Linked DNA regions of Mus musculus: regions 1, 2 and 3 are each linked to region 4. A link is a contact called in public HiChIP or PLAC-seq, Micro-C and promoter capture Hi-C data. All regions are on one chromosome and are shown on one strand. Each heading gives the region's core, a stretch centred on a gene start, on an enhancer-like site or on the middle of the called end of the contact. The rest is flanking DNA. Distances are from core to core; before and after follow the strand shown. Region 1 holds the start of Helz (helicase with zinc finger domain). Region 2 holds the start of Pitpnc1 (phosphatidylinositol transfer protein, cytoplasmic 1). Region 3 holds the start of Cacng4 (calcium channel, voltage-dependent, gamma subunit 4). Region 4 holds the start of Prkca (protein kinase C, alpha).

Region 1 (5,428 bases), core at 729-3,228, 800 kb before region 4:
CCCACTTGAAGTTGCCAATCATCACATTAGTGCATCCTAGTGGCTAAAGAAATGCAGGAACTGGAGGAGGAGCAGCTAGGGTACCCTGGAAACAAGACGTGGGCGCCTTCCTTAGCAGGGAGAGCCAAGGGACAGGTAGTGGACACCCTGACCACCCTAGAGGTGCCCAGAGCTCTTGTCTCCAACTCAACTGAAGCTTCTCAGAAGCTCTGAAAAGCGGTGACTCAGGGGAGGTTCCTCCCTGGAAAACCTCTTCCTAGTCCGTTGGAATGACTCACCTGCTCCCTCCCTCAAGAGTGACCCCGGGGCCAATCCCTTAATGAGTCCGCACCTCACCCTTCTCTTCAGGCTGAGACAATAGAATGGTGGAGCTTTTGGCTCCCTGCGGGCAGAGGTTGTCAGCAATCACCCAGGTAGCTAAAGACTGCTCTGGTGGGATCCAGAGGTGACTAAAAAAGGTAGATCTAAGACCCTTTGCACCGAAAAGAGTGTGTTTGCGCGATAGTGCCTGTTGCCTCAGGATCTTTGAATTTACAGAACCATTTAACAGCAAGCTTTGGTATATTGGAGATTTATTTATTACTGGGGATTAAACCCTCGCTAAAGCTAAACAACAGGATCTACCCGGAAGTCTCGGAGCATTTTCTTTTGGACACAAATCTTGCTCCGGGGAGGCGAGCATCTAGAGGTCCTCAAACTCAGCAGTGCTGACACTGGAGGAAGAGAATGTATAGGGTGGGGGTGGGGAGTTAATGAACAGACCTACATTTCTGGCAGGACTAGGGCTGCAAGGAGCTGGTACTTCATGGAGCAAAAGGGGTGGTCACCTGAGCTAGGTGTTGCTCGCCTGAAGCAACGCGGGAGGGGCGGGGAAAGCGCTGGGCTTGTCTTGCAACCAGAAAGCAGATGCCCGCGGGATGCTCGCAAAGGTCTGTTGCCGGCGCACGGTCGCCTCCTACTTCCTGCGTCCTGGTCGCCTCCAAGCCACTCTGGACATCCCCCTCCTCTCTCTGCCCAGAGCCAGCGTGGCGCCCGCCCTCTACCTTGTCCCGCCGCCTGGGGTCGCCGCCTTGTGGGAACAGGACAGTTGAAACGCGGTAGGCACTACCCCCCAACCCACCCGGGGGACCCCCTCCCGGCCCAGGCGCGCATCCACGCCCCACCCGGACTCTGCAGCCGGGTTCTCTTGAGTTACCTGCATGGGGAAGTCACAGTCCACAATTTGGACTCTAACCCGGCTGAATTCTAAAGCCACATTCCTAGGGGAGGGGGTCCTCCGACCTAGAGGGTCGCAGATCACATTACCGGCCAAGAGGAGGGGACCGCGCGAGTAAACTGGGGTAAAAGTTGCATTTAGCTTAACCTTCCCAGATCCCAATTGCAGCTTTGCGGGCGGATTGACTCGGCGTTTCACCGAGTTCCTGGGATCCTAGGGCCCCAGAGTGGCTTCTTAGGATACCGACACTGTCCCCGCGCGCGAGTGCGACATGCCTGGCGGATGCCCCGGGGCGGGAAGCGCGAGCGGTAGCAAGGACCTGGAGCTGGGGGAACCGCTCGCAGGCGTGCGCATTCATGCGCTCATGCATCCCTGCATACATCTATGCATCCGCTAGCCGGCTCACACACCACCCGCGTCCGGGACACGCCGTGTTGATTGAATGCAGGAGTAGGGTATCTGGCTACTAGGGCAGGATCGCGGCGGGGCAGACAGCAGCTCGCGTAAGGAATGGGGGAGATAGGGACGGGGGTGGGGGGAAGAGAGAGCACCCCAAAGGCACAGTTGGAAAACTGGGTGTGTGAGTAGGGGTGTTCCTTGAGAAGTCTCGCAGGCGCTGAAGGGGGCCGGGCGGGCCTCTGGGGCCAACTTTCCGGAGGGAGGTGCAGCCGGAGGGGGCGGCGCCGGCGGCGGGAGGCGGGAGTCGGGGGCCGAGGGGGGGGGGGAGTCACTTTAAAGGCTCTTTCTTACCCATAATGCTTTGTGGGGACGTTGACAAGTGGATCCAAGATGGCGTAGAAAGTAATGACAGGTAAGTCCTGACTTCCCCGTTCTCCGCTGCCCGGGTCGCTTCAGGAGCCTCCAGAGCCATCCGGGGAGAGGCCCGGACTCTCCTCGGGTGCTCCGGGTCCGGGACAGCGCGGCCCCGGGGACAGCGGGGGATCCCGCCGGCCGCCGGCAGGGCCTGGGGAGCGGGGCTCTCTCAGAGGCGAGGCCCGGACGCTGGAGCTGTTTACTGTTTCTTCCCCTCCTCAATCTCCTTTTCCCTCCGCTGGGGGGCTGAGGTGCCAGGGACCCAGGCGGTGGCCCGAGGGTCCTTGCACACGCCCGAGGTTCGGGGGGACCCGGGAGCCCGCGCGAGGCTGCTCCGGCACGGGCCGACCCTGGGGTCCCCGCACGCCCCGCGCCCCAGGGTCGCGGCTTAGGGTGGGGAGCGGGCGGCCTCCCACGCCGCGCGCGGTGCAGCCCTCCGGGTTAGCATTTCCACCCAGGGTGGGGCGGCGACCCCAGGGCAGGGGACAGCACGAAAGTGGGTCAGGGGGCGCCCCTCCCCAGCAGAGGGCTCTGCTCAAGATTCACTGTGGTCCCCCTCTCCCCGCCCCCCTCCTGGGACATGCGTGGCCCGTGAGCACATCTACAAAAACAAATGCACAGTCTCTTCCTGGAGGTGTCTCCAAAGGCCCCTTTCTTTCCTTCTCTCTCTTTACCCTCAAGGGCTCGGACACATAGTCCTAAGTAGGAACTGTGATTTCTCTCCCCAAAATGAGTTGAGTCTTCTGCCCCCTGGCCTTTGCTGAGGGTCCTCACAGACAGGGCTGGAAGCCAGAGCCTTCAGATTCCTTTTGGGTTGGGAACCTTGTTTTTTTTTTTTTTTTTTTTTTTTTTTGTTGAGCTCCGAAATTGGCATCCTTTCTCCCTTGCAAAGTTACACTTTTTAGACAAGCCATTAGGATAATCAGAAGTGTAACTTCAGAGATAGTGGATGCCGGGAGCAGCCGGGGGAAGAGGGAGACGTTATCTGGCCTAGTTTGTTCTTGATTTTGCTCTCTTCACTCATATGAATAGCTTTTTTCCCCCCCTCCTTGATTTTTTTCTCCCTTCTTTTATTTTTGAAAGTAAGACTAATCAGTGTAGAATAGATGAGTTTATTATGTTTAAGGTTGAAGACTATTTTCTAATCTGTTGCTGAAAGAAAATATTTTCAATTTTAGGTAAAAGAAGCAAATTTTTTTCCCCTCCAAAGCTTCATCCTGTATCTTTTTTTTTTTTTTTTTTAAATAACTTTTTCCACTTGAAGTGTATCCATATTCTTTTACTAAAGGACTATAAAATGCTTGTAACTGGTAACAGCTCCAACTGGTGTTGCATACCATCTTCTTTTTCTGTTTGCTCCAGGAACTGGATGAAGTAATTGATCACTAATGAACTACAGAGCCGGTGAGATGTGCAAGGTGAGACTGAAGTTCAAAAACTACACCCTGTTTCCCCTCTTTCTTGTATCCAACTCAAGGGTCAGGGAAAGCTACTTTCCAAATAGATCAGTCAGCCGACTGGGATACAGGCAAGGCGAGATTTAGGAAAGACATACCATCCTTTTTAGTGGCTCCCACTTATTCATACGTACTGAAGCTTTTCTAGAGCTAAATGTTAGCTGTGGCTATATACTTGATCAATGTCTTTTCCAGGAGTAATTATAGTTTGCCTCTTCTCATTTCCTTGGCTAACTTTAATGGGATGGTCTGGATTTAATCTGTTTTCACGTCCATTGCTTGCCCTACACTGAGTATAAGAAATTGGCTAGATGAAGTCTGCACACCCACACTTTCTGGGATGTTTATGAAGTATATCCTTTTCCATCATGAATAATATTTTTCAGCAAGCAATCGCTTCTATTTTTATTTTTCTTAGTTTTTGGTTTTGTGGTGCTGGTATGTTTAAGACCTAATGGCCTCACACATCCTAGGAAAAGTGCAGAACCATTGAGCCATATCCTTAGTCCCTTCTATTTTTCCAAAGCCGAATAGTAAATGCCTGATAGTACTTTAGAACAAAAATGATAGTGTTAAGTTCTGTGTTGCTCAGGGGGTTTGACGACTCAGTCATCACTTCTGATCATATATGGTGTGTAAATTTATTGTTTTATTTATCCCATGTAATACGTTGGATCTGTGTGTGTGCCTGAGAGAGATAGAGTGGGGGGCGCAGGAAGGGAATCACTATAGTTTCTTTGGCTGGCTAAGTAGGCAAGGCTGACCTTGAACTCCTGATTGCTGTGATTAAAGTTATGTCTGGTGTAATGCCTTGGATTTAAAGGACTCTTTTTGTTTTGTTTTGTTTTGTTTTTTTTGTTTTTTTGAGACAGGGTTTCTCTGTGTAGCCCTGGTTGTCCTGGAACTCACTCTGTAGACCAGGCTGGCCTGGAGAACTCAGAACTCTGCCTGCTCTACCTCCCAAGTGCTAGGACTAAAGGCGTGCGCCACCACTGCCCCGCTAAAGGACATTTTTAAAAAAAAAATTATTTATTATATACACTGTACACTGTAGCTGTCTTCAGACACTCCAGAAGAGGGAGGCAGATCTCATTATGGATGGTTGTGAGCCACCATGTGGTTGCTGGGATTTGAACTCAGGACCTTCGGAAGAGCAGTTGGTACTCTTACCCACTGAGCCATCTCTCCAGCCCGCTAAAGGACATTTTTATATTAGTGAACAGTTCGTGCTGTGTACCAGGGAGAGAGAAGCTTGTTATGGTTTTTAACCATTTTCTCAACTTAATGATACCTTATTGTGGTTGCTTTAGAGAAATATAAGTAATTATGGTCAATTGGCTTATTGTATACTTATTTACCCCCCAACACATTTGGGCATTTAGATTTTGAAGTTCTCATCATCTTTTCGTATCTAGTACATCTTTTTCAGAATAAGCTATACTCCCCAGCCCTTCACGCGTGAAATATACAGTTGCCACTTTGCCCTTAAAATACAATAAGGGGGTGGGAACTTGGGAAAGGGAGGTGGACAGAGCTCCAGAGTCTTCTAACACACAGCACTTCCACTTGGGTTGAAACTCAGCAGTGCCTATTTTAATTTTAATTTTTGGCAGAGCAAATAGAGAGTTTTAAATTTGTTTTCAGCGTGTGGATGGAGGCATATTCTTGTCTCAGACCTCTCAGTTTGAACTCTCCTCTTGTTTTGTTCGAAACAAATAGGTAGTTCTGTGGGTCGGAGCCACAGATCTGTTTTCTGCCCCAGAAGTGTTTACTTGTAGTTTAAAACATGAGTACTTACAGAGTAGGTTATCTTGTGGGGCTACTGTTCTCAGCCTGAATTGGCTGGAGACATTTTTTCCACAGTCTCCACACATGCAGACAAGTATTATTGTTCAAAGGGAAGCTGCTGGTTGGCCACCAAGCAGCTCGGTACACGAAGTAT
Region 2 (5,430 bases), core at 358-2,857, 870 kb before region 4:
ATGCAAGCTGACCTGCGCGTGGAGGCCGAGCCCTTGAGCGGGGAGCCCCCCACCCTGCAGCCCCGATACTCAGAGCCAGGAGGGCCCGGCCTGACGGCCTGGAGCGCCCTCCGGTGGCCGCGCCGCAGGCCCCACCACTGGGGCTCTTCCTAAGACCACGCTCCCCGCCGCGGAAGGAACGAGACACGCAGAAAGTTTCCGAGCCAGGCGGTCAGCAAAGGACAATCCAGATCGCGGAGGGAGCCTGGATGCTCGGCTGGGCAGGAGCCAGCGCCTAGACCGGAGGCGACAAGAAGTCGGGTTCTAAACGGACCCTCTCCAGGCCTCCCACATGCCCCCAAGGCGGGACTCTGGTCTGCAGATCCCACCCGCGCGGAATTTGTCCCTGCAAGCCCACCTTGTAAAGAGGACATGGGGACAGTGGCTACCACCACGGCCGGTTACCCCGATACTCCGGCTGCAGAGCATGCTTGGGCTCTTATACTCTGTGCATTTGCTTAATTGGAGGGAGGGGGCGCAACAGCTCCCTGTGACGCATTGTGGTCCCCAGGAATCTGATTCTAGATGTCCCCGAAGAGCTCACCTGGACTCCCCCGCCCCACCCCCACGCCGCCTTTCCTCTGCTGGGGTGACGAGTGGGAACAGCGAATCCCCTGCCTCCTCCCCCTCCAGCCTCCAGGTTTGGGCGCCAGGGTTTCCCCGCCGCACGCAGTGGACCCGCCGGCCGAGTGGTGGCGGCTGGGGACCCGGAGCGGGCGAGGCCGGGCGCGGTGCCTACCTCGTCCACGGTGAGCGGCATGCAGATTCGGTACTCCTTGAGCAGCATGTTCCTGCCGGCCGCAGACCTCGGGAAAGAAGGGGGCGTCCCAACAGATGAGCAAGGCTGGAGCCCAGAGGAGGGCAAAGACGCTGGGAACCGGCAAGCGAAGCAGCCCCGGTGGTGCGCTCAGCTCCTAACTGCCTCCGGTCCGCCCCGGAGCATGTCAAGCTTCGGGTCCCGGTGTCTGTGACTCCCCCGCCTCCTTCCTCGCAGAGATCAGCCCTCTCGGTATTGCAAAGTCAGGCACTGAGGGAGGGAGACCCGCGGGAGACAGCTCGGATCAGCAGCCCCGGGCTGGTAGGCGCGGCCACCAGATCAGGACATGCCCGGCGGCGGGCAAGAGAGGCAAAAGGAGGAGGAAAAGGGATTTCCACAAATTCAAACAAACGCACAAAAGTCTCCTCTGGATCCTCCTCCGAAAGCAGAGCTGAACCTGGCGAGCCCCCTTTTTCTCCTACCCGTCTACCGTGGGTTAATGTCACCAGGAACACATTGCCGCGGGAGCAGGCGATGCTGACTTTCCAAACAAAGGCTCGATGGGCTCCTCTCCCCGGGCGGTAAACAAGATTTCCTGCTCTTTTTTAGGGCCAGTCCCCGAGTCTCTCCGGAGCTCAGCTGAGAGAGAAAAGGGAAGCCGCAGCCGCCAAGGCTCTGCCCTGCTCTGGGCCCCGGGTGTCTTCAACCTAGGCGGTTGGCTGCCAGCGGCTTGCGCGCGTCCCCTCCCCCGAGTCCCTCGGCTCTGAGAGCGCCGTGCGTGCCCGTGAGTTTGCAGCCACCTCGCCGCGACTGGAGAGTCCGCGCCGAGCTGCAGTGTGCCTGGGGCAGGGAGGTGGGTGCGGGAGGAGCGAGAGCGACGAGGCTGACATCAGCAGCGGCCGCGGCGGGGAGGGTAGCCCCATCCGGCCAATGGGGAAATGGCAAAGAATGTGGAGGATTTAAACAAAACAGCATGTCTCTCCCGTCTGCTGCCAGACGCCAGGGCTGTCCCAGAACCTAGAACAGCTAACGCAAAGAGAACAGAGAATCGCAAAGAAGCTATCCTGGACTCTTACAACGTTGGATCTGTTTTCAAATGTAACCTGGGTGCCATAGGGCTCTCTACTTAGTCGCTTTGGAAACCGTTTCCAAAGTGCACTAGTGCCCCTTGACTTTGGGGCTGGGGGCGTGTTTACAAATGCTCACAGCGAACATTTTTTTCTCTCTGATGGAGTAAGCAAGGCCGGAGCAAGAGAAATGATGGTTTTAGAATGGGTTTTTCTAACATGCTCTCAAGGCGGAGTTCTGCAGCAGTGTTGGTGAAAACAGAGTAAAAATGCGTGCGCGCTCGCAACCACACACACACACACACACACACACAGAGAGAGAGAGAGAGAGAGAGAGAGAGAGAGAGAAGCATTGCCTGCTACCTCTTTCTCCCTGGCTCTCTGCAATCCCAACTGCAGGCTTCCCAGAGCAGAAAGAATAGGTTTTCGTGTCAGCACTCCTAAGTTCAAAAAGTCACAGTGAAATGTCAATAAAAATGCCCGGGGTGTTGGTATTTCATCCATATTAAACAGATCTCTCATTTTAACCACAAGAAGCACATTCTTTAGTTACTCAGGAAGCAGCATGTAACTGCTGAAGTCTGGTTTTCATTTGTCTGGCATTCGGTTTTGGTTTGTTTTTTTTTTTTTTTTTTTTTTTTTTTAGCTTGTTTTCCTAAAAATGGAGGAAAAAAGTGCATCCACTGCCTATAGGAGGATAATGTGTAAACATCACTGGCTCTCAAACATAGATGCATATGTTCACACAAACGTGTGTGTGTGTGTGTGTGTGTGTGTGCATTTGTGAGTTCTGGAGACCCACATTCACCCATAGAGCTTGCATTGGGCAATGCAGACTCTGCAGGCCTCAATGGTATAGTATGTTAAAATGATGCTCAATAAGTCACTAATCAACATAATGAGGGTGGGCTCTGGCTAATGTTGTCCAGATGACCCAAGTTTAGAGCTCAGGGAACATGATCCAGCCTGCTAGGAAAATGACACCCTAAACATAGCTTATATTCTGGTAAAGAAAGAAAGAAAGAAAGAAAGAAAGAAAGAAAGAAAGAAAGAAAGAGAGACAAAGAAAGAAAACTATTTTCTAGATAAATGCTTCCCAAAGTTGGCTCTGAAATATTTACAGCAGCTAATTAAAGGTAAACCAAACACCCTGAGAAATTTTGTTTTGTTTTGTTTTTGAGACAGGGTTTCTCTGTCTAGCCCTGGTTGTCCTAGAACTCACTTTGAAGTCCAAACTGACCTTGAACTCAGAGACCTACCTACCTGCCTCTGCCTCCCAAGTGCTGGAATTAAAGGTGTAGGCTACCACCGTCCTTCAAGGTAGATCATTAAATTTGACCTGATAGTGTTGAATTGGAAGCTTGTGAGACAAAAAGAACCCAAGATGATTTTTTTTTCTTTTTTCCTTTTAGCAGAATGGCACTTAATCATCTTCACAGTGGCTTCCTACTGTGTATTTCCAATTATCTCTAGACTGCTAATACTATCTAATGTAATGTGCATGGCATGTGAATAGTTGTTATATCGCATTGTTCAGAGAGTAAGGACATCTGCCATGTGTTCCGTACATTAGTGGTTTCTGAGTATGTTTTGATCCGTGGGACAGTGGATGCACTGACAGGGAACCCACAGACACTGCTGGCTGGCTGTACTTTTCTTTTTCTTTTCTTTTCTTTTCTTTTTTTTTGTTTTTTTCTTCTTTTTTTCTTTTTTTTTGTTTTGTTTTTGATTATTTTTTTCTTTTTTTTTTTTTTCTTTTTTTTCTTTTTTTTTTTTTTGGCTGTACTTTTCTTCCACCTCACATTACAAGGTGACTTTCCCCAGTATATTGTCTTTTTCTTTCTACTTGGCTTCCTTATTTCCCCGGTCTCACTAATAGTGTGCAAGCACAGCTTTAACCATAGCAACTTGAAAGCCTTTTGGTGACAACAGGAGGCTCCAGGCTCTAAGACCTTCTCTCCCACTTTAGTCCACGAGTATTTCTTAACACCAATGGCCTCAGAAGACCTTCACTTCTCAGCTTTGATCCTTCTGCTCATCCCATTATTGCCTTCTTGGAGAATCCTTCATGCTATCCACGGCCTCATGACATTATTTTAAAGCCAAGTATTGACTATCTATCCATCTGTTATGGAAAGTAACACCGATAACAATATGCTGAATTGGTTAGGATATAATACTAGAGGTGCCTGTGTTAACATTAATACTACAGGGAACATATGGGAACATGTAGACCAGATGGAATGAGGAAGAGAGGAGGCATAAAAACGATCTGGGCGGGAATTAGGGGCGGCTAGTATTCATTACTATGGTTCGTGGTCTGGGGTTAGGGAGAGTTCATTCATAACTCATTTGTCTTGGGGAAGAGGGTGCCATCTACTGGTCAAAGTGATTGCTTGCAAGTGTTTCAAGTCCTGCCTTCAGGAGCCACAAGTGAATGACAAGAATTTTACCTCCCTCCCTTCCTTCCTTCCTCCCTCCTTCTTTCCTTCCTTTCTTTTGTTTTTCTATTGTTTATTTGTTTTTGTGGCTTTTTTTTTGGACACCAAGAGTTTCTGGAGATGGCTCAGAGGTTAAGAGCACTGTCTGCTCTTCCAGAGGTCCTGAGTTCAATTCTCATCAACCACATCTCCGCTTTGTAATGAGATCTGGTGCCCTCTTCTGGCCTGCAGACATATATGCTGTATACAAATAATCTTTAAAAATCAAGAGCCGGGAGTGGTGGCTCATGCCTTTAATCCCAGCACTCCGGAGGCAGAGGCAGGTGGATTTCTGAGTTCGAGGCCAGCCTGGTCTACAAAGTGAGCTCCAGGACAGCCAGGGCTATACAGAGAAACCCTGTCTCAAAAAAAGCAAAAAAACAAACAAACAAAAAAATCAAGAGAGAGGCCTGTCAGTGGTGGCACACTCCTTTAATCCTGGCCCTTGGGAGGCAGAGGCAGGTGGATTTCTGAGTTCGAGGCCAGCCTGGTCTACAGAGTGAGTTCCAGGACAGCCAGAGCTATACAGAGAAACCCTGTCTCGAAAAACCAAAAAAAAAAAAAAAAAAAAAAAATCAAGAAAGAGTTTCAAGTGTTTCGGTGTAGCTCTGGCTGTGCACATGCCACTAGCCATACCCTTGTTTCTTTTAAGCCTATGAAAGTCGATGCTATCACGATAATGGTTGGTTGATAAGAAATTCCATCAAAGATGGAAAATCTGCAGTTATCCGTCATCGAATGTAAAAATGAGGGTGGAGCACAGGGAAAGCAAAGGTGTCACAGGACAGATGGCACGCAGTTACGTGAGTCACTGAAGGGTAAGAATAGGATTCTTGGTCTCCCTGATTAAATGCATCCATCCTCCACCATCCAGCATTTGGCTGTGTTGAAGAGGGAGCGACAAGAATCAGTGTAAGATTCATCGATCCTATGCAAATGTCTAGTTACTCCGAACTCGGTATGGACAGCTTGTCCAAAATGGTTATATTGGGTGGGACGGGGGCTGGAGAGCTCCCATCCTGCTCAAAGACCTGGGTTCATCTAGCTCTGCAGTGGGAAGGAGAAAGGGTTGAAAGAGGATGATTTA
Region 3 (6,112 bases), core at 2,569-5,068, 550 kb before region 4:
AGGTCAGCTCTGCTGAAGCTGGGTACAGCAGCTGTCCCTGTCAGGTGTCTCTGTGGACACCTTAGGGGAGAGGGCTGGGCCCTCCAGGTCTAAAAGGCACAGGAAACATTCAGGAAATGGAGTTGGCTGTTTGTGAGCTACCAGCTAACCCATCCGACTCCCTGAGCTGCACTTGAGACACTTATACACAGCGTGCTGCAGTAGTCTGGTTTAGCCAAATGTTTCCTCTTTTCCACTCCTCCTCTTAATTTAGATGTCATGCTTGTGTGTGTGTGTGGTGCAAGTGTCATGTGTGTGTGCAGATGTCATGTGTGTGTGGGGGGGTGCCAGTGTCATGTGTGTGTGCAGATGTCATGTGTGTATGCAGATGTCATGTGTGTGTGTACAGATGTGTGTGGGGTGCAGCTGTCATGTGTGTGTGGAGGTGCAGATGTCATGTGTGTGTGTGTGTGGTGCAGATGCCATGTGTGTATGTGGTGCAGATGCCGTGTGTGTGTGTGTGTGTGTGTGTGTGTGTGTGTGTGTGTAGATGCAGATGTGATGTGGGGGGTGCAGATGTCATGTGTGTGGAGATGCAGATGCCATGTGTGTGTATGGAGGTGCAGATGTCATGTGTGTGTGGAGGTGCAGATGTCATGTGTGTGGAGGTGCAGATGTCATGTATGTGGGGGGTGCAGATGTCATGTATGTTGGGGGTGCAGATGTCATGTATGTTGGGGGTGCAGATGTCATGTGTGTGTGGAGGTGCAGATGTCATGTGTGTGGAGGTGCAGATGTCATGCATGTGGGGGGTGCAGATGTCATGTATGTGGGGGTGCAGATGACATGTGTGTGGAGGTGCAGATGTCATGTGTGTGAGGTGCAGATGTCATGCATGTGGGGGGTGCAGATGTCATGTATGTGGGGGGTGCAGATGACATGTGTGTGGAGGTGCAGATGTCATGTGTGTGTGGGGTGCAGATGTCATGCTTATGTGTTTGTGGGGGGTTCTAGAAAACAGGAAGAAATAGTTCATTTTACCCACAAAAGCCAATAAAGTAGCAGTAACCCTCCAAAACACTTCTTGGTGTCCCTAGGGAGTGGCCAGAGGCTAACTGTTCTGTCCTGGTCTCAGTCCCTGGCCACGTGCTGGCCTGCGTCACAGGGGGCATCAGTGGCTCTGGGAGCTGTCTGCCTCCTTGCTGTGTTATGAGAAAAGCTGGCAGTTCCCGCCCAGTTATGGATCTGAGCATTGGACAAAGAATCTTGAACCAACTCTCACAGCCTTGAGTCTCGGGGGGATGCTCTGGTCCTGGTACACCCAGTAGGTACAGCCTGCTCATTCCTCAGAACCCCCCAAGCTTTGGGGAATAACAGAGGCAGCCCAGTTCTTTCCGTGAAGTCCCCCAGATGGCTCCCTCTGCCAGGCGAGCCAGCTGCCCTGATCAGCCCGGGGCTCTCTTGATGAACAGTGAGTTCAAACGGCTCGAGGCAGCTGGCAAGATGCTAAGTGCAGCATCAATCCTAATTAGGATGAGGGATTAATAAAGAAGGCATTGGAGTCACCATGCAGGCCAGGCTTGCCTGCGCTCAAGTTTCCCTTGGGAAACGGGAAGGTCCAAGCTCCGTGGGTTTCTTGGGATGGGGGTGGGAGGTGGCATCCAGTGGAGCCTGTGAGGCAGAACTCACACAGCTCTGCAGCCCTTGCTCTCTAACTCAGGTGCGGTGGCAGGTAGTGACGTGGGTACATTCTCCAGATGAGAAGTGTAGGTGTTCACGATCTGAGCAACTGCATGCCCAAAAATTATGTTTTTTTTTCAGAAGAAAAGGGGGGTGTCATCGTGGGCCCACCACTTCCTTTGTGAGGCGTTCTTTCCCCCTTAACTATTGATCTCACAACTCTGTCATCTACAAACCGCTCAGAGCTAGCATAAAACTCCAAAGTGCAGAAGCAGTCCTGATCTGGACTCGGAATTGGAGGACAGAGATGGACAGGAGCCCAGGGTCTGGCGGGGACAGTGGGGGGGGGGGTATCACTAAGTCAAACCTCACAATGCCTCCTTTCATATGATTCAAAACGCGTCCAGGAAGGGCTATCTTTCTAAGAGCTGGCCCTCCTGTGGCATCCCACCACACTTAAGTAGCTGAAGGGAGGAGAGGAGGGAAGAATTTCCTCAATTTCCCAGGGGCGGAGTGCACACGAGAAATGGTGACGGAAAGAAAGTCGAAACACTACGCAAGGATTTTTGAGAAATTAAAGCAATGATCGCCAGTTCCCCTGATCTGTCCCCAGTGTCAGAGACCAACCAGCCGATCTGACTACAACCTGGCAGAACCAGACCGCCCCTCCGTAGACACCTGTTAGTTCGAGTTTCCGTTGGGCATGAGGGCGCCAGGAGGGCTAAGAAGCCTAATGCATTTCCGGCGTCGGAGGTTTCTGCCTCGCGCTCCTAGAAGCTGTCCCCACAGTCCAAGGGACTCAATCCCTATCTCTAGATGCATTTCAACCGAAGCACACCTCTCAAGTCTCTGTATACTAGGGGGGTCACAGAGCCCCGCCCTGCCCTAACAGCGACCACGCCCCTCCCAGCCCACTCTTGGTCCGCTGTTGACTCTCCTCTCCCCAGTTTGGTTCCTACGGAGGTCTCTTGCCGACTTCGTGCTGAGGGGCAGTGACCCAGGGCTTGCTGCCTCAGTTACGGGAGACGCGGCGCGGTTCCCCTCTTGTACCCATCGCGCAGAGAGGAGTGAGTCTGTGGTGTCAGGGATCAAGAGAAGGCCGGCCGGCTGGAGCTACCTGGCTCCCCCAGAACCGCTTGGGGCCCAACCTGTACCCCGCCCTTACCCTCTCAGTTGGGGGCTTGGAGTGAGCGCCTAGCTGCCCCGGGGCTCCCCGCCCCCGGCCGGCCCCGCCCCAGGATGGCCAGTTCCCATAGCAATCGCACAGACACCGGTTGCCAAGCAACCCCTCCCCCTCCTCCCGCGTCCGCTTTCCCCCCAACCCTAGACTCCTCCCGCCCCCACGCCAGCCTCCACCTCCCCCAGGGGCGCCGGCGAGGCCCCTGGGGATCGCTCCGCTCTCGGGTTGCGCGCGCGTGCGTGAGTTTCTGTGTGTTTCATTGTGTCTGTGCGCGAGGGGGTGTGCGCGTGCGAGCCGAGAGTTTGTGGGATCGGTGTGTTGGGGAGGTCCCCAGCCTAGAGGGACCCGAGGCTGCTGCGCCCGTGTCCACTCGGGAACCCACCCTCCCAGCTTTAGGTTCTTTGTGTCTCGCGTGGAGCCAGCGCCGCGCCCACCCCTCCCCCGGCCCACTCCCCGGGGCAATGTGTGCGTGTGCATGTGTGCGTGTTATGTGTGTGCGTTGGGGGTAGGGGTCCTACCTTCGATGCAACACACCCGCCACAGTCCCGAATGGGTGAGGTCGCCGCGAGCGCGGCGGGGCGGGGGCCCGTCGTCCATGGTCAGGTTGGTGCCGTTGCAGATGTGCGCGCTGGAGTACAGCCAGTAGTCGGTGCCGATGGCGATGGCCATGAGCGAGAAGGCGGCGAAGGCTCCGGCCGTGGTCAGCAGCATCTGCAGCCCGCGGTCGCATCGCACCATGGTGGGCGCCTCATAGTCCGCCGCCCGCCGGCCCGGCCCGCCGCGCCCGCCCGCCCTCCTCCCTCGGCGCGCGGCTCCGGGGGCTCCAGGGGCTGGGGGGCCGAGGGCCGGGGGGCGGCGCCGCGCTGCGCGCTCCGACCCCGCGCCCCGGGCGTGCCTGCGCTCCGGCTGCGCGGGGCTCAAACTCCGAGGCGCGGCGGCGAGTGAGGGCTGCGCGGGCTACGCGGGCCGCCGGGCGGGCTGGCGGCGGCGGCAGCGGCGGCGGTGGCGGCCGGGGGCTCCTCCCTCTCGGCCCGCCCTCCCCTCCGCTCTTGGCCCGCGCCCTCCGCGCCTCCACCCACCGCCCGCCGCCCGGCGCGCTCTCTCGGCGCCGCCCCTCCGCCTCTGGCCCCGCGCTCGCTCTCCCACGGCCGGGATTTTCCCTCCCCTCTCTCCCCTCCCTGCGCTCACGCGCGCTCTCTTTTCTCTCCCAGGCTTCATTCACATTATCAGAGCGAAGGAAGCCGAGGGAAAGAAAGATTGGTTCCCTGGAAGGACCCCGGGGAAGCTGCGTCTCCAGTCACCTCTCTTTCCAACCCGGGACAGCCAGGATCTCCTTAGTCCCCAGGATTCTGTATCCCATTCTGTGGGATGGAGATTGCGTCCCCTTTCCTTCTTTCCCCACGGCCTTATGGCTGTACCTGGTTATGAAGGTCTAGGCAGGGATGTACTGTGAGACTCCTCGCGTTTCCAAAGGGCCCAGATGTGGGTCACAGACGGGAGACATTCTTTATGGGCCAAGCCAGATGAAGATCACCTCCATTTCAACCGAAGCAAGCCAAGGGGTTCTAGCAGGCACTGGGGAGCTCTGGACTTCTTCGAAGGGGGACTGAGGATGTGACACACTACAGTCACACTTCTGATAGTCCATTGCTGATAGAGGCAGGAACACCAGCAACTACATTGTAGCCTCCAGCTGTTTCTTCTCCCTGTCCTTCTCTGAACCTTTACTTTTTCTCCGGTTGGCTCTTCCTCAGCCTAACCGGCTCTTCCTCACCTCCCCTTAACCTTGTCAGACTCTGCCTCGGGGCCTCTGGCCTCTTCCCTTAATTGCTTTTGGTGCTGGCAGGGTCCCAAGCTGGATACACTCCGAGCTCCTTGGAGCCAGGCTCCTTCCTTGCCACCCAGTTCCCCTCCTCCCCTGCAGGAGGCCTGAAACCCACGGGGGGGGGGGGAACTCAGGCCATTTCTTACACCCTTGTCCCTGTTGCATCCTCGAGGGTTGTTCTGTGGGCTGCTGTTCTGACCCCCTGGGATTGAAAGAGACACATGGAAAGCTGCTGCCCTTGCAATTTTACCTCCCGGGCCACTTTCCCAGCTTTCCTCAGAGAAAATAAATGAATGACCCCAGCCTCAGAGCACTCACTGTTCTTCCTCTCTGGAGAGTGTGAGCTCCCCCCTCGTATATAGCCGTGTGTGGTAGCAATGTGCAAATGTTTGCCCTGGGAAAAATTATCTTTTGCTGGGAGAAGGGAATATAAACAAATAGAAAAAAAAAACCAGAATAATAAAATGTGAGGGCCAGGCTGACTAGCCCAATCAGCGTTGCTGGCCTTTTCCTCTGCCTTTGGGGGGTGTCTGTTCTGCTTTCCAAAGTTTCAAAGGACGAGAGTTATTGCTTTTCTTCCCTTAAAAAAAATCACTGTCATCTAGGGCTGTATTGTCTACCCAGCAGGTGCCTGATATCCGGCTGAATGGACCAGAAGGCATGTGATGGTTTCTCCTGTTTCAGGGCAAGGCTGCTCACCTCTGTCTCCAGGAGCCTCCAAGATGAACTCAAGGTTCTGTGCTCTGAGAGATTTTTGATTTTTGGGGGGGGAGTCAGCCAGTCTTTGTTTCAGAGGTAATCCTTAACAGTGGGCCAACACAAACAAACCTGGTGTCCTGACTGCTGAGGAAATGAGGTGGAACACGCCGCGCCCCGACCCCCTCCCACCCCCCTTCCCACCCCCCCCACCCCCCCACACCTCGCAGCTGGAAGCTCCTCTGTGCTCCTCAGAGTTCCATGAAGCAAGGTGTGAAAACCCACATCCGGGTTAGCCAGGTGCTGGGTTACACAGAAACATCCTCTGGCCTGCACTAGTTAGAGCTTTCTCCTAGGATCTTGGAAGAAACCAATGCAGTAACCTAATTCATCTTCCAGGGGGTGGGTGGGGAGTAGATTTCCCCTCATGCCTTCTTAGGTAACTGTGAGATAATATCCAAGCAAGCAACCCCGAGTCACACAGGAGGTAGGACAGACGTCTTCAGCTCTAGGAAGCAAGTTGGACCAGCTTTTGTACTGTACCCACAGAGGGGCTTGGAGTGTCTTGGAGAGATCTAGAGATGGGACCTGGGCTTAAGATCATTACCACCTTGGTAGTGAACAGCTTGATTTGGACAAGCCATGACTACCTGGGAGGGAGATTCTTCTCTGGTATGCCTTTCAGATTTGCTTTGCAGGTCTCAGCCTTGGACACACATGCGCTGGACAGTTATTTGTGAATTAGTGGCAAA
Region 4 (5,805 bases), core at 2,263-4,762:
AAATAAAATTACAGGACGGCTTTTGCTTTTTTTTTTTTTTCTTTCAATGAACAGAAAAGGAAGTTCTATGTGCAGATTACTAGGCAATACTATGGTTTTTTTTTTTTTTCCTTAAAAGGAACACACTATCATCACTTGTGTTTTGAAAATATTATCTAAGTAACATATCTTTCAGATCACAAAGAAACGTTGAGCAGAAGAAGTACAGTTCCCGTGTGCAGTGCTCACTTCTGGATGTACTTGGACATGAAGCCCACCGAGGCAGCTTACCTTGGCACTGGAAGCCTTGTTTCCCAAACCCCCTGGAAAACAGAAAACAAGAACAAACATCTTAGCATGCTTCCCACCGAGACCACATTGTAGCAAGTTACATGAGCGAGTACTCTACAAGGTCTAAAAGTCTATACTTGAAACCCAAGGGCTCAATAAGGAAAAAATACCCCTAAGTATTTAACTAGAAGCCTGTGTGCATTTATCTTTTTAAAAATAACCAAGTAAATCTGTCTATAAAGGACCGCTGAACTGTTACCAAGTTTCTATCTATCTGGTCTTTTCCATTTTGTGATTGGTATTTAAATTTCAAAATAAGAACATGACTTCAAACTTAAAATTGTTGCTTACAATACTCTGACAAAAGGGAGCTTGTGGTTTAAAAATTGGGGGTGGGGATGGGGGTGGGCAGGGGCTTACTTTTTAGTCCTGAAAACAAAGAAACTTTTTCTCCCTAAAGACAACCAAAAAGTAGCTTGTTAGAAGTTTGTTCCAAATAGTATGTGTCTAAGAACTGTCAAATAGTAGCACTGTTTACAGTTCATCTGGGCTGCTGAAGGAATCCGATTTGGTGTAACATCGCTGCTATAGCTTGTGTTTGAGATTATCTGTGGTCCAATTTTCACTGAGAACCACTGGCATTCAAAGTCTATACTGAGACTACTCTGCTCTTGTAAATCATTTTAGAGAATTGACTCTGTAAGCACAGAGTCCTGACATGGATATTTGACTACAAACACTGTTCCAGCAGAACACGCTGCATCAAAATGTTCTCAGAGGTGGCTCATAATCTCTTGCTTTGCAGAGCATTTTAAACTTACAAAGCACTCTACATTCCTTTATAATTATCTTAATGTCATCACCCTACCCCCCCCCAAAAAAAAAAAAAACCAAAAAACCCTAGGTTCAAATATTTAGCTTTAAAATACAAGTGCTTAAATACTGAAATTAAATTGCAAACCAAAGACTCATAGAAGCCATAATGAAAGAAACCAGAGAAATTAAATCCACTGCAAGATGGTCTTGGTGGGGTTGCCTGGCCATCCAACTGACTGCTTTCAGATTAAATGAGGCTCTTGTGCTTGTGTGGAGCTATTCAGAGCAGGAGGGAAAGGGAACCTTTCTCTTCACATCGCAGTGAAGCCGGTACCCTGAGGATCTCATCAGTTGGCCTGAGACTGGGTCTCTGGGCAGTGAGAGTGGAGACTGATTAGTGAGCTTGGTAAAAATGTACGTCGTTTTTCTAATGTATCTACTTCCTGTAGAAGTAATTATCACTCTGTCCCTTTTGACTAGAATCTCGCGGTTAACATGGGAGGCTGCAACCTGCCAAATGCAATATCCTCCCTTACCCCGGTGCTAGAGACTCATCTTAAGGAGCCTTATCTACCGTCACCCACTCCTTGAGCTTGATTGCTTCAGATGCTAACTACTCTATGGAGACTGTAAAGTGGTTGTGTTGTTCACCAAGGTGCCATGCTGAATGATTTCTTAAAAGAAAGGAAAAATCGGGCATCTTATTGGCACACTGATGGTGGGGTCCCCTTTTAATTCTCTTCTCTGGGTGGCCTGGATTCAGCACCATCTGTCCTATAGCCACTAGGATACCCCATTATGTATAAGGCTGACTGCTTGGTGTCTAGGTGCGCTTCGCCCCTTGCAGCTCCCTGCCCAGGAGGGAGCTAAGGAGCCCTGGCCATAGTTCTTGCTTCTAAGGTACTTCTTACTCCAAACACATGGACAAAAGAGTCAGGGTATCCCCAGGAAAAGCTGACACTTGGTGTTCAAAGTCGTGGGAGGGGGACGATTTCTAAGATATGATGGGGGTGGGGGGGACTGACATTTTGTAAATCTGATGAAAGCTGTAATTCTCTCACAAAAAAAATTTAAAAAGAAAAACATAAATCTGCATAAATCCAATTTTACCTAATTTCACAGGCTCCAGAGAGATAGATCCCTGAACCCTTCTTTTTATCAAGCCCCTCAGTTGCCAACGCTTGGCGTTCAGTGGAAATCACCTGAGCGCGGACACCTTTAGCCATTACAGTATTTTTCTTAAATAAGCCCTCTGTCCTCATCAACTGGGTTACAGGTTTAATCTCCTGTTGACAGGGTCTATTTTAAATGACTCCCTCTGCCCTCTGCCATTTGCCTGCCGGGTTAGCCCTCCTCCCCCACGGCAAGCTTTCAACAGTTTGCTGCCTTCCATCTCTCTCCCTCCCCTCTCTCCCCACTCTGGGCTCGGCCAGAAAAGTCAAAGTCTCCGTGCCCAGTAGAAACAGCCTACAGTAGGCAGGGACCCAAGGTTCCAGCGGAGTCCCAGCCCGACGCGAGGCACAAACACTCCCCGGAACGCGCCCAGCCTGGCTCGCCAGCAACTTGGAGCGGCGCGCCGCGGCTCCCCGCTACTCCCGGGCGTGTTTCTTGCGCGTCCTGGGGCCACTTTGACTCCAGCAATCTCTCTTTCCTGTCCCTTCGCTCCCATCAGGCCCATTGACCGCTCCGCTTGGTGACAGGGAAGACCTGTGCGCCCTAGGAGAGGCGAGGGGACCTTCCCCCTCATCCGAGTCACCCCGTGCAGAGCCAAGCGTCCCTTCAGGGCACCAGGGCATGCGTGGCAGCGCCGGGCCACTTTCCAGGGAGTGTCCCGCGTGGGTGCGCGCCTGTCACTCCTGGCGAGAGTTCGGACTCCGGCCAGGCACTCTAAGTTCTCGGAGGAGTCCTGGCCCTGAGAGTAAGGACGCGCCGGGGCTCAGAGACGTCCCCGAGCTTAAGTCCCGGGGACAAGCAGACCTGAGCCCCGGGGCAAAGGTGGCTCTTGGGTCCCCAGGGCTGCCGCGCGCACCTACCAGATGAAGTCGGTGCAGTGGCTGCAGAAGGTGGGTTGCTTGAAGAAGCGGGCGATGAATTTGTGGTCTTTCACCTCATGCACGTTCTTCTGCCTCAGCGCCCCTTTGCGGGCGAAGCGGTTGGCCACGTCCTGAGACGCCGTGGAGTCGTTGGCCGGGTAAACGTCAGCCATGGTTCCCCCCAACCACCTCTTGCCTCCGCCGGGGAGCAGCAGCCGGGGAGGGCCGGGGTGGGCGGGGGCGGCGGCCGAGGTGGCGGTGCTGATGAGGTGCGGTGGTGGCGGCGGTGGCCCGGGAGAGCCGGGCGGGCGCTGCGCTACTCGGAGCTGGGAGCCGAGCCGCTCTCTCTGGCTCTCTCCGGCTCTCTGGCTCGCTGGCTGGCCCCACGCTCACTGACAGCCCGGCGCCCGGCGCTCGCGCTTCCTACTCGCGGCGGCAAGAGGCGGCCCGGAGCGGCGCCGCCCACTGCGCATGCCCGGAGAGCTAGCGTGTGTATGTGTGCACGCGCGCGCGCGGCCTGGAGTAGGAGCGCGCGGGACGGGGACGCGCGCCGGGCGAGCCTTGGGCCTCTGCGCTCCGCTGCACAGAGCTGGACACGCAGACTGGGGGGCCCCTGTGAGCCCCGCCAACTGCCGAGGGCGGCGGTCGGGGAGAGGCCCTGGAGATGCCCAGCCCAGGAAGAAGCCGGGAGGGGCGGGTCCTTCTCCTCCGCCGCCCGCTTCTTTTTCCTCCCTTTTCCTCTGCTTCCTCCTCCCTCTTTTTTCTCCTCCTCTCCTTCCGCTCGTGGTGCCGGGCCTCCTCCTCTCCCCACCTTCCTCCACCCACTCACGCTTCTCTGCTCATGCTTTCCTCTTTCTGGGATGGAAGTTGTGCCCCGAAGGAACCCGGCACGGAGCGCTCCCCACCCCCACCCCCATGCCACCTTAGCAGGTACAGAGGTAGCTCCTTGTCTAGCTACCTGGACCCACAGGCATTTGGGGGTGGGGGGTTTGCTGGCTTTTTATCAGCCTCTTTCCCGTTTAACCTTTCACCTGACCAAAATGTCATTCTAGTCGTTTATGCCACTAAAATGCCCAAACCCTAACCCTCGCTCAGTTCCGAGTCGGTAAAAGGGAGCGGTTTTGAATAACTGATTGCCGGCTCTCTTACATCCCTTCGATCTTTGACCTGCAGTTCACCTGCTTATTATATAGATTTGTATGACAGTCGTAATAACCCGGTAAGATGCCAAAGGGCTTGCCCTGGTTTGTGATGTTATTCGTTGGCTATCAGAGCTGTGGTGCCCGAAGATGATCGGGCTCTCTTGATTTTACATGTCCAGAACCTTAACTTAGAAATCATTTTGCATCCTAAGCTAATTGCTGAAATACTGGCAGGTGTAGAGTTCAGCCAGAACATTTGTAAATTACCAAGTAAAACTGCTTGTGAAGGGGTAGCTGGAATGGATATGTATGCAAAGGGCGCACTTGGGGCTGGGCTGTCCGAGCGCCTGCTGAATATTTATTAGGTCTGCCTGGAGGATTCTAAACCTGGGACAGAGCAACCCTCTACCAACAAGAAGTTCATTGTCCCAATCGGCCTAGGGTGGTCCCAAACTCGAGGTAATACTCCTGTCACAGCTCCTGAGTGCTGGAATTACAGAGATGAGCCATCGCATCAGCTTCGTTTATTGTAGAATACAAATCCATTAAGACAATGTGCATACTTGAACTTGGACATGGTAACACCAGCCAGTGATCCCAAGAGGATCAGGAATGTAAGATCTCAAGTGCAGACTTTAAAAGAGGGAAATCGCCTGAAATACTAGCTCACAGCATATCCCATAAGCCACGAAGGACTATCCTTTTCCAAGATTGCCTAATTGTGACTCTTGACGAAAAGATAGCTTTTACATTTAAACAAGTGCAGGCAACTGAATAGCCATCAGTAGACCAGGCTCTTCACTGACCCATTTACAATCTGGTGAGCAAGTGTCTTAGGGTTACTACTGCTGTGATGAAACACCATGACCAATGGCAACTTGAACAGGAAAGGGTTTATTTGGCTTACATATCCTGAATCACAGCCCACTGAGAGAAGCCAAGCCAGGAGAGAACCTGAGGGCAGGAGCTGATTGCAGAGGCCATGGAAGATTGCTACTTACTGGTTTACTCAGCCAGGATCATGGGCCCAGGAATAACACCACTCACAATGGACTGGGCCCTCCTCCATCAGTCACTAGGAAAATGCACTACAAGCTTGCCTACAGTCCAATCTTATGGAGGTATTTTCTCAACTGGTGTCAGCTTGTGTCAAGTTGATAGGGCTACACAGCGCAGCCAGTACTGCTGGTGCTTGGTGATATTCTGTGGAAAGTGAATTTAAGCACTTCCAGGCCAAGGAGGCGAGCAGGGAAGAGGCAGGAGAAAAATGAAGAACAAAGCACACTAGGAAAATGGATCAAATTGTAAAATAAAAAAACAAAAACAAAAAAAAAAACAAAAAAAAACACATTATGGGTGTCTCAAACCATCCATGTTTAGTTGATAATTGTGCTTGAAATGGGGCATGGTGGAATGAAGCCACAACCCTTCACTCAGCCGTGTTTATCTGGGACAGGGGTCTTCCTCAAATATTTAATAAAGACAAGCTTCTATTTCCCTGGCTCACTGAGGGTGAAGCGGAGAGAAATGGAGGGTGGGGTTGC

The links. Promoter capture Hi-C pulls out the DNA fragments that hold promoters and counts their contacts. Hi-C and Micro-C count contacts between places; a contact is called where the count stands out from the background. HiChIP or PLAC-seq counts read pairs in DNA pulled down with a chosen protein or histone mark.
Region 1: a contact with region 4 is called in a promoter capture Hi-C map of liver, with 2.3 times the contacts expected there. The contact joins the promoter of Helz here to the promoter of Prkca in region 4. A contact is called at or near these places in 8 of 39 promoter capture datasets (the 3T3-L1 cell line, the C10 cell line, the HPC-7 cell line and 5 more), 1 of 484 Hi-C or Micro-C datasets (embryonic stem cells) and 2 of 115 datasets of contacts at active chromatin or transcription factors (astrocytes and embryonic forebrain).
Region 2: an H3K4me3 HiChIP or PLAC-seq map of embryonic forebrain shows a contact between it and region 4, with 2.9 times the contacts expected there. The contact joins the promoter of Pitpnc1 here to the promoter of Prkca in region 4. A contact is called at or near these places in 3 of 39 promoter capture datasets (the C10 cell line, hippocampal neurons and pre-B cells) and 1 of 115 datasets of contacts at active chromatin or transcription factors (embryonic forebrain).
Region 3: a Micro-C map of embryonic stem cells shows a contact between it and region 4, with 3 times the contacts expected there. The contact joins the promoter of Cacng4 here to the promoter of Prkca in region 4. A contact is called at or near these places in 7 of 39 promoter capture datasets (cranial neural crest, embryonic stem cells, hippocampal neurons and 2 more), 4 of 484 Hi-C or Micro-C datasets (all in embryonic stem cells), 2 of 115 datasets of contacts at active chromatin or transcription factors (astrocytes and embryonic stem cells) and 1 of 9 other capture datasets (embryonic stem cells).

The regions. Positions count from the first base shown.
Region 1 is chr11:107,545,955-107,551,382 of GRCm38.p6, forward strand. Helz (helicase with zinc finger domain) reads left to right here and starts at 1,979. Exons shown (of 33, transcript NM_001368755.1): 1 at 1,979-2,027; 2 at 3,392-3,447. It overlaps Gm39426 (a long non-coding RNA gene), which reads right to left and starts at 2,040. Exons shown (of 3, transcript XR_003949607.1): 1 at 1,967-2,040; 2 at 828-1,069; 3 at 1-713.
Region 2 is chr11:107,469,113-107,474,542 of GRCm38.p6, forward strand. Pitpnc1 (phosphatidylinositol transfer protein, cytoplasmic 1) reads right to left here and starts at 1,608. Exons shown (of 9, transcript NM_001359616.1): 1 at 779-1,608. The coding sequence starts at 826.
Region 3 is chr11:107,790,888-107,796,999 of GRCm38.p6, forward strand. It overlaps Cacng4 (calcium channel, voltage-dependent, gamma subunit 4), which reads right to left and starts at 3,819. Exons shown (of 4, transcript NM_019431.4): 1 at 3,358-3,819. The coding sequence starts at 3,577. It overlaps Gm11650 (predicted gene 11650), which reads left to right and starts at 2,985. Exons shown (of 2, transcript NR_165828.1): 1 at 2,985-3,078; 2 at 4,051-4,966.
Region 4 is chr11:108,340,376-108,346,180 of GRCm38.p6, forward strand. Prkca (protein kinase C, alpha) reads right to left here and starts at 3,513. Exons shown (of 17, transcript NM_011101.3): 1 at 3,120-3,513; 2 at 271-302. The coding sequence starts at 3,292.